Linked DNA regions of Macaca mulatta: region 1 is linked to region 2. Evidence: chromatin contacts called from public Hi-C data. All regions are on one chromosome and are shown on one strand. Each heading gives the region's core, a stretch centred on a gene start, on an enhancer-like site or on the middle of the called end of the contact. The rest is flanking DNA. Distances are from core to core; before and after follow the strand shown. Region 1 has its middle 41 kb from the start of MIR1284. Region 2 overlaps FOXP1 (forkhead box P1).

The links. Hi-C and Micro-C count contacts between places; a contact is called where the count stands out from the background.
Region 1: a Hi-C map of liver shows a contact between it and region 2, with 4 times the contacts expected there. The contact joins two enhancer-like sites. A contact is called at or near these places in 3 of 14 Hi-C or Micro-C datasets (fetal cortex germinal zone, fetal cortical plate and liver).

The regions. Positions count from the first base shown.
Region 1 is chr2:135,076,861-135,082,773 of T2T-MMU8v2.0, forward strand. No RefSeq gene overlaps it. Among named protein-coding and RNA genes, the nearest start is that of MIR1284, 41 kb to the left of the region's middle. Within about 2 kb of position 3,336, at least 24 of the 40 cell types and tissues checked have an H3K27ac peak or open chromatin away from gene starts, as enhancers often do. A contact at or near this core is called in liver, where this site is marked.
Region 2 is chr2:134,557,850-134,563,514 of T2T-MMU8v2.0, forward strand. All of the region lies in intron 5 of FOXP1 (forkhead box P1), which reads right to left. Among named protein-coding and RNA genes, the nearest start is that of FOXP1, 430 kb to the right of the region's middle. Within about 2 kb of position 1,927, at least 24 of the 40 cell types and tissues checked have an H3K27ac peak or open chromatin away from gene starts, as enhancers often do. A contact at or near this core is called in liver, where this site is marked.

The DNA of each region.
Region 1 (5,913 bases), core at 2,086-4,585, 520 kb after region 2:
GCATGTGTTTACTTATCCTACTTCCCACTTTGTTCTACTTAATTTAAAATGACATTTAATTTGGGGATAGTTTATCCCAGAAAAAAAAGAAGTGTTACACAGTTTATACTCCAGGATTTAAATATAAACACAAAATCTTAGAGACATCTCCAGCAATATAAACCCCTTATTTGAGACAGTTAATTTGAATAGTTGATGTTTCTTTCATTATACTTTGATAAACCTGTGAAAACAAAATGCTACAGTAATTACTGTTACTACTCCCTTTAAAAATGTAAAGCAGTTAAATTTTCCTAGACAACAAGCAAGGACAAGTTACAGAGAACTTGAATAAAAGTAGCAACGTGGTCATGTTGAATGTCAATCTAAAAAAAGAGGTTATGTCTAATCTGGAAACTGCTCTCTCTCGCCTTTTTAAATTCCAAGAGTGGGCTGACACAAAACTTCATCACCAGAGATTTTTTTTTCTTTTTTTTTTTTCTTTTTTTTTTTTTTTTTTTTTGAGCTTCACATCAGATTTAAACCCTCACATACAAAACCTTGGCTTCTCTGACAAGGCAGATCTTCTAAACTCAATGTGAGAAAACGTTATCTAACTCTGGTGTAGGAGTCTAATGTTGGTAAAAAGAATTCCATTGCACAGTTCTTGGTAGCAAGACAGCCTCTGGACGACTTAATATTCCTTTAATACATTTTTGGGTGGCATTCTCCTCATAAAGAAGGATACATTAAAAAATAATAATAACTTGGTTAGCGACTCGGCATCCATAAGGAATTCAAATGCTGCCCAGACAGGGGCTGAGTATTTCCTTCCAAGTGAGCCTTCGCTTGCACAACAAAGATTAGCATTTGCAATGGTCCATTTCTGCATAAGTGAACATATAGCCTTGCTGCTTGATCGAATAGTCCAGGGTTCTCCGTGTAGCAGCTCCTGACAACCACCCAGCAGCAGTTCTGTTTGATCTCTCCTGCTTCCTTAATTTGGGTTGTCAAGGTTCAGCAGTTGGAGGCTGTTTACTTTACTTTTCCAAAAAAAAAAAAAAAAAAAAGTGATTTTTTTTTTCTCCCTCTCTCTCATACAATGACTAATCCAAAGTCTAAGGGGGGTGGGGGATGCAGCCAGTGGCAAGATGTTAAACCTTTTTTTTTTCCCTTTGCAGTGAGATTTTAGCTGACACCTTTTGAATGGTAACTAGTTGAGTTCCTTTTTTGTATTTTTCTTGCTCTTTAATTGTAAGACGTTTCAAATAGAAAGACAGAGAGGGGGGAGAAAAAACATTCCAAATTTCTGAAACTGTGAGCCGAGTTTTCTTTTCCTGGACCCAAAGGGATGGGTATTTCCACTTTGAGAATCAAAACTCCAGTGGAATTCTAAAAAAGATTTGATACATTTCTCTCTGGAACAGAAAAATAGCAAGAACTCCTCTTTCTCAATTATGTAGGCTCTCCCTGGGTAGAAAACACCTGAAGTCTTACTATTTCTTTTAAAATTCTAGTTTACACATCTCCCTCCAAATTGATTCTTGCTGTGGAAAACGGGGATGGGGGAAAGGGGATGGAATGGAAAAATTTTGCAGCGGTTCTTCAATATATTTTCAGTAGCAGAAAAATTCCTTTAAATATCCTTGAGGTCTTCTCAACTCAGCTATTGTCCAAGTCCTAAACCCTTAAGTCTACGTACAACCAATGGTGAAGTGTAGACGGTTTGAATGTACAGACGCCTTTCAAAGGGAATCCAGAATGCTCCTCCGGCATTCCTGTTTAAAGAGCAGTGACAAAAAAGAAAATGCTAACTTGGAAAATACCTGTGAGCAGATATGAGCGCAATTTCAGCCCCTCAGAAGTGGACTGGAGAAGGTCAAATGCAACCAAATGAAATGTTTATATTAATTTCATTATTCTGCCCAAGCCTCACAGATGAGGGCTTGGGGGGTGGGGAGGTAGAGAAGAGGAAGAAATAAGTTTCATTTTGGGTCTTCTGTTAGAGCAAAAAGAAAATGAATTAAGACGAAAGCATAGGATGAGCCCAGACTAAATCAATACACTTTGTAATCAGCCCAGCAAGGGTATTTGGACACAATGACTTGGAAATAATTAATAGTTATAAGAGGGGAGTGGGGTGAGAAGGGGGGCGAAGATGTCACCATATTTTATCGGAGCACTTTACACTCCACGCTAAACTTTGATCTACAGATTTTCGGGTTTAGGAAAGAAAGAGGGAAAAAGGGTCGGGGGTGGGGGGGAAGAAGTCCAGTATTTCGAAGCACCTACCGGCCTGAGGATGGGCACATTCCTCGCTCCCGTTGCCTTATCGCTAGGCTCGCGCCGCCCCGGCGGGCTCTTTGGGGACGGAGAACCTCTAGTGCCGCCCGGGGCTCTCCGGTGTCCCTGGCCCCCGCGCCCGCGGCCGCCTCGACTTACCCGCGGAGTCCGGGGAGGGAGTAGGAGCGCCGCCTTCACGCCCGCGGAGGAGGCGCCGGCAGCACCATGGTCCCCGGCGCCGCTGCCGCTGCCCCCGGCCCGCTCGCTCGCTCGCCGCGCGCTCTCTTCCTCTTGCAAACTTTCGGGTTCTGCGGTCGACAAGAAACCGGGGCGACCCTCAGCAAATCTTCCCCGTGCAGGCTGGGGGGAACTGAAGGGGACGGGACGGGTGAGTAGGCCGAGGGGACAGGACAGAGAGGGCAGCGGGCTCCGGGGACCCGCGAGTGCGCGTGGAGGGAAGAGAGGATGCGGCTCAGGGAATCCCTGCAAGGATCCCGAGACCGGGAAATCGGCCCGAGCCAAAGTCTCAGCACCTTCCCCAGGATCTCACAAAGTTGCAACAACAAAAAGGAGGGGGGGAGGAATAGGGGGAAGGGGGTGGGATAGGGATACGATCGCGGGCGCAAGGTTTGGAGTTACAACTGTTTATTTAGTCCTATTCTCACAGGGGGCGGGAGCTGCGCGGGAATGGGGGGGCTGCAGGCAGCGATTTCGAAGGAAACACTTGGGAGGGGGCCATGCGACTTTGTTTCTGGGCGCTGAGCTCCCCAGCGCCCGTGTGTGTCACTGCCAGTCTCCCGGGACCAAGGCGGAGCTCACAACAGGTGGGGAGGGGGGCTCGTCGAGGGCCAAAAAGGAGAAGGAATCTAAGTTTCCGAGCGCGACGTTGTCTGAAAAGGAGGGAGGCGGGAGGCGGGGGCGAGGGGAGGCGGAGGCAGCAAATGACCGCGACCCCGCGGCAACTGGCAAACTCCTCGGCTCCCGGCGCCGCCGCCACCGCCGTGGTCCCCACTCGAAGCGCACGCCGCCTCGGCTCGCTGGCTCCAGGGAGTCGTCTCGGCGGGACAGGAATAGAGCGCAGGGAGCTCGGGAGGAACGCTGCGCGCAAGCCAGGGACGGAGAGCCATCGGCCGCCAGGACAGGGCCAGAGGAACAAGGCGACACGCGCGCGTCGCAGGACAAATCGGAGCTTGGGAAATTTCCCCGTTCCCCAAGCTTCAGAGGGGGGTAAAATCAGAAAATGTGTGTGATGGAGGGAGAGGGATCCGGGCGCGGCGACTGCTCGCAGCGCATCCGGCTCCCGCACCCGCCCGTGGATCTGGCCACTGCTGTTGCGGACTCGTCTCGGGAAAGCGGGGGCCGAGCGCGCGTAGGGGTGCGTGTCTGGCTGGGGGTGCGCAGGTGCGTGTTTGAATTTTCCGGGCTCAGAGGGGGTGGCGGGAGAGCTTCCTCGCCGCTGACTCTCGGGGTAACGCGCGCGTGGCAGCGGGGAAGTTCCCCAGTGCGGGGCCCAGGGCCAGGCGCCACAGTCAGTCTGCTGAGGCCCGCGGGGCAGCTCAAGGGCACCGAGGGGGCACACACCCGCGGAGACGGAAGGGGAAAAGTTTGCTCCAAGTCTAAACTTTGGGCCTAGGAGGCGCCTGGCGCGCGCCCCCTCCCGCCGCGGCCAGGACCCGGGACCCCGCACCGGCCCAGCGCCCAGGCGGCCACCGAACGCCAACGCCGGGCATCTAAAGTTGCGCCAGGCGGCCTGGGCTTATTGATTTCTCTCCCCAAGGCGATCGTGGAGAGCGCAGAGAGAGGCGTGAAGGGGCCTACGGGGAGGCAATCTCGCCTCCTCGCAGTCGCCACCGCCACCGCCCCCGCCCCCATTTGACTTATGCAAATAAACCCAAAGGGTGCGGGCGCCGCCGGAGCTCCCTCCACCCGCGCGCCGGCCCGCAGCCCCCACCCATCCCAGAGCTGGGCCCCGACCCGGGGGGAGAGGAAGAGAAGGGAGGGCTGGGGGAGATGCACGTGGAGCCTGGAGATGGAAAGTAGTTGTTTTTTTTTTCCATTTTTTTCTTTTTCTTTCTTTCTTTCTTTTTTTTTTTTTGTGCTGGTTGTTGTTGTTGTTTAAAGTGGCGGAAACAAGACAGGAGGCGGCTTGGGAAAAAGTGGAGCAGAAATGGAAAAATACAAACTCACCCGCTGCAAATGGTCTCTCGGTGCAAACTAAGGTGTTTTCGGGCCTTTCCCCGCGCGCGCCCACTCCCGCCCGCGCGCGCACCCCGCGCACACACTCACTCGCGCACACACGCGCGCACACACGCACTCCCGGGCGAGGGCCGGGCCGCCGCGAGTACAGCGTGCAACCGCCACACAATAAATAACAATAGATTCCTCCGCTCCGGACTAGCTTCCCGGAGCCCAGCCAGCGCCGGTGGCGGCGGCGGCGGCGGCGGCAGAGGCGCGGGCAGCAGCGGCCCGGGGGCGCCCCCCGGCCCGATCCTCGGCCTCCCGCAGGGGTCCCGTCTCCGCCTCACGCAACCCGCCGGGCACCCCAGCGGACCCCCGAGCGCCAGCGCCTCCCTCTTTGCCGTTCTCTGGGGCGCTGGCACCCACCCCCCTCCCCCCCCGACATCCCGGAACAAATAAATAAATAAGGCGCGCGAGAGAGGCCAACACGTCGCGGAGGGAGATGTTGTTATTTTTTGCTGTTGTGCGTCCCTGACGTCACATCCACCTGCTGGGTAAACAACCGGGCTCCCAGAAAAAAAAAAAAAAAAATCGCAATTGCCAAAGAATGGGGGGCGGGGGTTGGGGGGAGGGATCCAGGGAGGGGGAAGTGAGGGGCGTCCAGGCTGAATTGGGAAGAGGAGAGGGAGGCAGAGCCCCGCGGACCAGAGAGAGGAAGGGAACGCCAGAGCAGTCCCTGGCAACAGAGGGATCTGGCAGGAAAGACCTGGAAAATAAGGGGCATGGGGGCGGAGGGGGAGATTCCTCAGGAGATGGGAAATGGGGGGGCCCATTCAGACAGCGGAAAAAACGAGAAGGGAGAGTGTTAACTACGGACGAAGATGGGAATGCGATGGCTATTTGCTTGGATTCTTAGCTTAAAATATGAAAGGGAGGGGAGAGGATAGCCTAGGATGTGAGTTTCCTCCAGTTAAAAGTGAAAGTGTTTTGCCATCAGTGACAGTTGAAGGAGAGAGAGGTGGGAGGTGGTGTTTTCAACCCCCTTTCTCCTCTCCTGTCCTCCCTCGGTCTATCCTCTTTCTTTCTGCACTTTGTCCAATGAAAGAAGGCGAGTTCGGGAGGTGAAAGTTCAGCAGAAGGACAAACCCCTGTTTGCAAGGAAAACAGAAACCCCGCCAGCCAGCGAGGGGTTTTCTCCCGTTTCTCGGAATCAGGAGAGTGTGAATGAGGGACGAGCTTCTGCCCCCTTCCTTGTCAGAGCCACTGCAGGAATGTGCAGTCGAGTCCACTTTGGGGGAAAGTGGCTGCATCAGGAACTGTGTTCTTGCCACGGTTCCTCTTAGGAAAACGCCTGGGGGCTAGCATGTCAGTCCGTTGTTTAACACAAATTACCTGCTCGCCCAGTGATCAGTCACGTGCAAAAAGCTTTGTCCAATTCTTTGAAAAGGTGAGATTTTTTTTTTTCTTTTTGCG
Region 2 (5,665 bases), core at 677-3,176:
ATTTTTTTAAAGAAAAAAATGTATTACTATGTGCCCCTTTACCTAGTCAAATTTATTTTTATTTGCATCTTCTTAATATTTGGTTGCTTATCTCATGCCTTAGAAATGACAGGTGCTTGCAGTCTCACTCTTGACAGGCCACTACACAAATAACTGTCTTGCCTGAAAGGGCTAATGCAGTACTAATGAACAATAAATCAACTTTGATTATCAAGTGTCAGCCCAATGCGTTTTCAGTTCAGCTCTATCACATCCTACAGTAAGTCAGCCAGTGTCTCTGGGTAGGCAGTCTGTATTTTGGTTTCATTTTTACACACTTTTCACTGAAATGTGTCAGGCAGCTACAAAGAATCACATTAAAATAGATACAGACCTTTTTTCAATTTATGCAAAGGGCATCAATTAGGACAACGTGCTTCAGTCTTCAACTGATTTACTTAGTGGTCAATCTTAATAACCAAGGAAGCTTTGTATTCTTTTAAACAACAGTAACAGCAACACACACATCAAACCCTAAACTAGAATCTTAATGTGATCATGTTCCAGCTCTTTGGCACTAACATGCTAGCTTGCGCTCTTTACCACATAAACCACCTCTGATTGCATATATACATTCCTCTTGGAAAACTCATTATATGAAAACAAACAAATAAAAACAGCAAAACAGGGCCGCTTTTAAAATAAAAATGCACTTGCTTTAAACTTTAAAAAATTTGGCTTAACACTGCCTTCCTAATGATAAAATAAATGTAACTTATTTTTTTTTCTTAAGCAGATTAGTCATTGATAGTATGATTCACATTTCCTGTTATCAGGCTTAATTTTTCCCCCAAATGTGTCACTTTTAGAATGCTGGAATCTATGGAAATGAGGTGATTTGCATTTTTAAATTGGTTTGATTAGAACATTTGATTTGTTTGGACAAAAATATAAAATTACTAGATATTTTACTTTTAACTGTCAGGACTTGAAGGAGTTAATCCCAAAGAGGAAGAGTCTATATGTACTTTGCTCTAAAACTTTACCACCCACTTCCTAAAGGTCCTCTCCTTCCCATCACCACACTTGGGGAGGGGGGAAATAAAAGTCCCGTTTCCACTGACCGTCTTTCATGCAGTTCTGACAGTTGAGTTAGCTACATTCAGAGCCGATTCAGCTGGGAGTACCCCGTGGCAATTCCTCAGTCTGCTGCACGTCCAAACCCAAACCCCGCTCACTACTTAATTAACCAGCCAAGTAATGCAACAGAGGCTTAGAATCCCCAACCTGCCAGAGTGTTCCATTCGCTCGCTCGCCTGCTCCGGTGTGGGGCTCTGTGCCTCTCCCTCCCCCTTTACTGTGTGTGAACTCCTCGAATTTGAACAGCTAAGCTGAAAATAGCCTAGACAGATATAGAAACAAACTATCAGAAGCAAAGAAACATCCACATGGGTTACATTGAGATGGAAGGCTCCTTGTATATTTCACACGCTCTGAAAGTGACAGAAATCACACCCCAGATACGTCCCCCGAATGGAGTGATGGCGAGGGCTTCACCAAAGTGGCTGCGTGAAGGCCAGACCGGCAGAAAATGAATCGCAAACGAAAAAGAGAGAGAGAGAAACACACAAGCAGGACTTCCTCCAACTCTCAACTACACCCCACCCATGAACATTTAAAAAAAGAGAGCGAGAGTGTGAGCCAGAGAGCAAGGGTGGGGGGGGGATCTCTCTCCAGGACCCACAGGCCTGCAGCTCCTTCTTACCCCTCTCCTCCCTCCCCGCCTCCACTTCCAGAGCGCAACTCCTACCCAAGTTGGTAAACAGCGAGGATGAGGATGATTTTTTAAAAGACTCAACTTCAGAACCCTCGGGCTCTCCTGCCTTCCCCAGCGAGGCCCCCAGGAAGCGGGCGCCGCGGAGCCGGGGGAAGGAGAGCGAAACCGGCAAAGATCAATCAGAAGGACCAACCTGACACTCTCCATGTAGCCGCCAGGCGCGCGGAGCCGGGCTCGGGGCGCCCGCGCGGGCCGGGCGTGGGGTCCGGCGGCCTCGGCGTGCAGGCGGACTGCACGCGCGCAGGGGCGCTCCGGCTCGCGGGCTGACAAGACGCGCCGCGCCGCGCCCACCCGCCCCGCCCTGCTCCACCAATCACAACCCGCCTCTAAACACCCCGCGCCGCGCCGCGCCGCGCCCCACACAATGGGCTCCGCGGCCCGCGCCCCGCGCCCGCGCGCCCCGGCCCCCTCCGCGCGGCAGGTGAAATCACGCTCGGGTGCAACCCTGCTTTTGTCTGGAGAGCAACTCCACTTAATAGCTGTTAACCCGGTGACCCGCCTCCGGCTGACGTCTGGGTCGGCCGGGCTCGGCGCGCACCGCTCCCTCTGGCCGGGGCTCTGCGGGGCCGGGGCTGCCGGCGGGGCGGCGTGTTTGTTTCGTCTTTGAAACTGACAAAGAGTTGTCCTAACCTTTCCGAGAAACCCGGGAGGCCGAAGAGGGGCACCTGGCGCTGGCGGCGCCAAGCCGACAGCTCCAAGCAACTGTTCGGCTTCGGGAGGGGACGTGGGTCTCCCAGACAGCGCAGAGAAGCGCTTTCCTCGAAAACCGCCCTGGGAGGAGAACTTTCGCTTCACGTCGGGGGTTTCACAGAGCCTCGGCCTCCCCACACCCCTTTCTTTCCCAGAGTCGGGCTCGCCAAAGTGTGCCAGTGCGCACCGAGGAAAACTAAGCCGACGCGGGGTGGAAATAAATAACAACGTGCCTCGTCGCTGAACCAGGCAACTTCCCCTCTAGAACGACAGCTGCCGAAGAAAGCATCTGCCACACGTTTGCTAAGAAATAATTCTTTAAATTCCTTTCTTATTTATACAACAATAGCAACAACAAAACCTACTCTCAATAAGCACTTTAGGATGACCTTCTCTATTAGAAATAGTCACTGCTCTTTCAGGCTATTGAAAGCTGAGTTACAGTGTTTTTTTTAAAAAGTCAACAATATGCTAAACTTTGTTGGCTCAACTGACACGATTTAAGCGTCAGGTTAATCTAGTCCGTTTCGGCGACTCTAAAAAATCACCTATTTACCACCTTCAAACTTGGAGAAAAACTTCCTGGCCTGTATATTTTTTTAAAGACACACACACAAAATCCACACACACATTTTTATTCTTTTTCTCAAAATATTAGAGGAAAAGGAATAATGTGACATCAATGAATACCTATTTGCCCTCAAAAAAAAAAAAAAAAAAAAAAAAAGGCAACAAAATCTGACCCAGTAATTCCAGGAGTTTTACTTGAAAGTACATTTTGATGTGAGGTGTATTAAATGCAGGTTACTACAAACCATAAAGAATATTGGTAATATTTCCAATCAAGCAAATGCCTGAATTTCAACAGGGTCAGCGGGGAGCAGACAATTCCCTCTTTACTCTGGCTGTAAAAGAGACAAGCGCGAAGTGACCATCAACGTATGATCAGATGTTAAATGGGCACAGCGCAGATCGCTCTTCACCCTAAAGTGTTTTTGTGTCAGATACCAAATTTATTAATGGGATTTTTTCAGGTCACAAAATGTGACCCCACCCTCTCATGAATATTCAACAGAGAACCAAGGGCGCTTCTGGGGGGTAGAAGGGCCTTAAATCTGCCAGAAAGTCCCCTGATTATCAGTAGAGTTCTGACTCTTAAAGAGACAAGGTGCTCTTTCCGGAGGGGCTGGCAGAGAGCCCCAACGGCAGGAAATAAAAATAAAGGAAGTGCTGTCCAACCAATGTACAGGGAGAAAGTGGAAAGAATCATTTCAAAACGCCTAAGTGACTTTCTTTTTCCCAAAGTATTAAAATTGAGTTTTAATGTTTATAAACAAAAACTGGGATGTACTTTGAATATGCAATGTATTTTTATTTTAGAAACTACGTTCTTCATGAGGCATCTATAAAACTCATGCATGCTTTTAGAATGTGGACTAACTCCTTTGCAGGTCAGTGTTTATCAGCTAATAGTCTCCAGGTGCATCAAAACAAACAATAAACAAGCAAACAAAAAACATTACAGACGCTCATGACCCAGCTGTGGAGACAAGCCTTAAACAAAATAATTAGAGAGTGATGCAATGCAGTGCTTACTCAAGTACTAAATTGCACAGTGGTGGCTGTAAGCACCATGGGACCACAAAGGAGGAGGAGATCACTAGGAGGAGGGGTCTGGGAAGGCCCCTTGGGGAGGTGGCATTTAAAGGCTGATGGTTTGGATAAGGGGGAGGTGACAAAAGAGAGAGGGAAATGGCTTGGCACACTAACTCAGAAGCCACCTGGAGCCCATCTTGCCCTCTCTCCAAACAGACAGATGATATGGTGACTCAGAGACTACTTCTGGGCAAGGAAATGTCCCATCAGTGATAAACCTGGATAAACTACGTATGCCCAGGTCACTTTGGTTAATTCTAAACTCCTGTGGTCCTGTGCACTTGCCCTGTGTTTGGGATTCAGGAAGAACTGGAACTTCCATAACTGGAGTATAATATAAAATGTTAAAACCAATAGTAACTCATAAGACTTCGTTAAAACCATTGATTAATCACTATGAGCGCCAGGTCATTTTAGAAAAGCTGAATAAGAAAGGCCAACAAAAATATTTTGGATTGTGGGTGTTTTAACAGTTTCATGCAGTTGTCATAATCTGAACACAAATTCCAGCCCCCATTGTACAGAGGAGGAAACTGAGGTTTAGAAAAGCAAAGTGATTTCTCCTAAGAATTAAACATGGCCAGGTGCAGTGGCTCATACTTATAATCCCAGCACTTTGGGAGGCCAAGGCAGGAAGACTGCTTAAGCCCATGGGTTTGAGACCACCCTGGGCAACATGGTGGGACTCCGTCTCCAAAAATACACACACACACACACACACACACACACACACACACAGTGAGCCACGTGTGACTGTGCATGCCTATAGTCCCAACAACTTGGGAGACTGAGGTGGCAGGATCACCTGGAGCTCAGAAGTTCAAGGCTGCAGCAAGCTGTGATCGCACCACTGCACTCTAGCCTAGGCAACAGAGCAAGACTCTGTCTTAAAAAATAAAGAAATTAAAAAATAAAACATACTACAGGCCTTCAAGAGGAAGCAGATACTGGATAATTACAGAAAAAGAGAAGCCATAATAAAATAAAATGAATACCTGTGGTGGTGGTGGTGGGGGGGGGGGTGGTGGATATTGACGGGTAGGCCAATGTTTAAGGAAGAGTAAAGGAAATGCTAAATACCATACTTTAAAAATATTTTTGATGCCCACATCCTAACACCCACAACAGATACAGCTCTTGTTCAAACACCACATATTAAGAAACCTGTCAGTTGCTAAATGAGTCCATTGTGCAGCTGGCTGTGCACTTAAGAACAGATTACTATGATCCCACACCAAACTCTAACCACCAAATAACACACCTGGGACTAAAATCATGTATTATATTTGGTTCTGCTGAGCCTTAGCCTTGAACACAGAAGAAAGTGAAAGGTTTTACTGCCCATTCGGAGCTGAGAATGGAGATAAGATGTATTAAAGGAAGAGTCAGGAGGAGCGTCTCCTCAGGACATTATTCTGTACACTGATGAATGGCCCTGTGGTGAGGCTGATACGGCAATGGTCCCTGGCCCACGTGGTCCTCAGTTACAACGAAAAGGCCTGC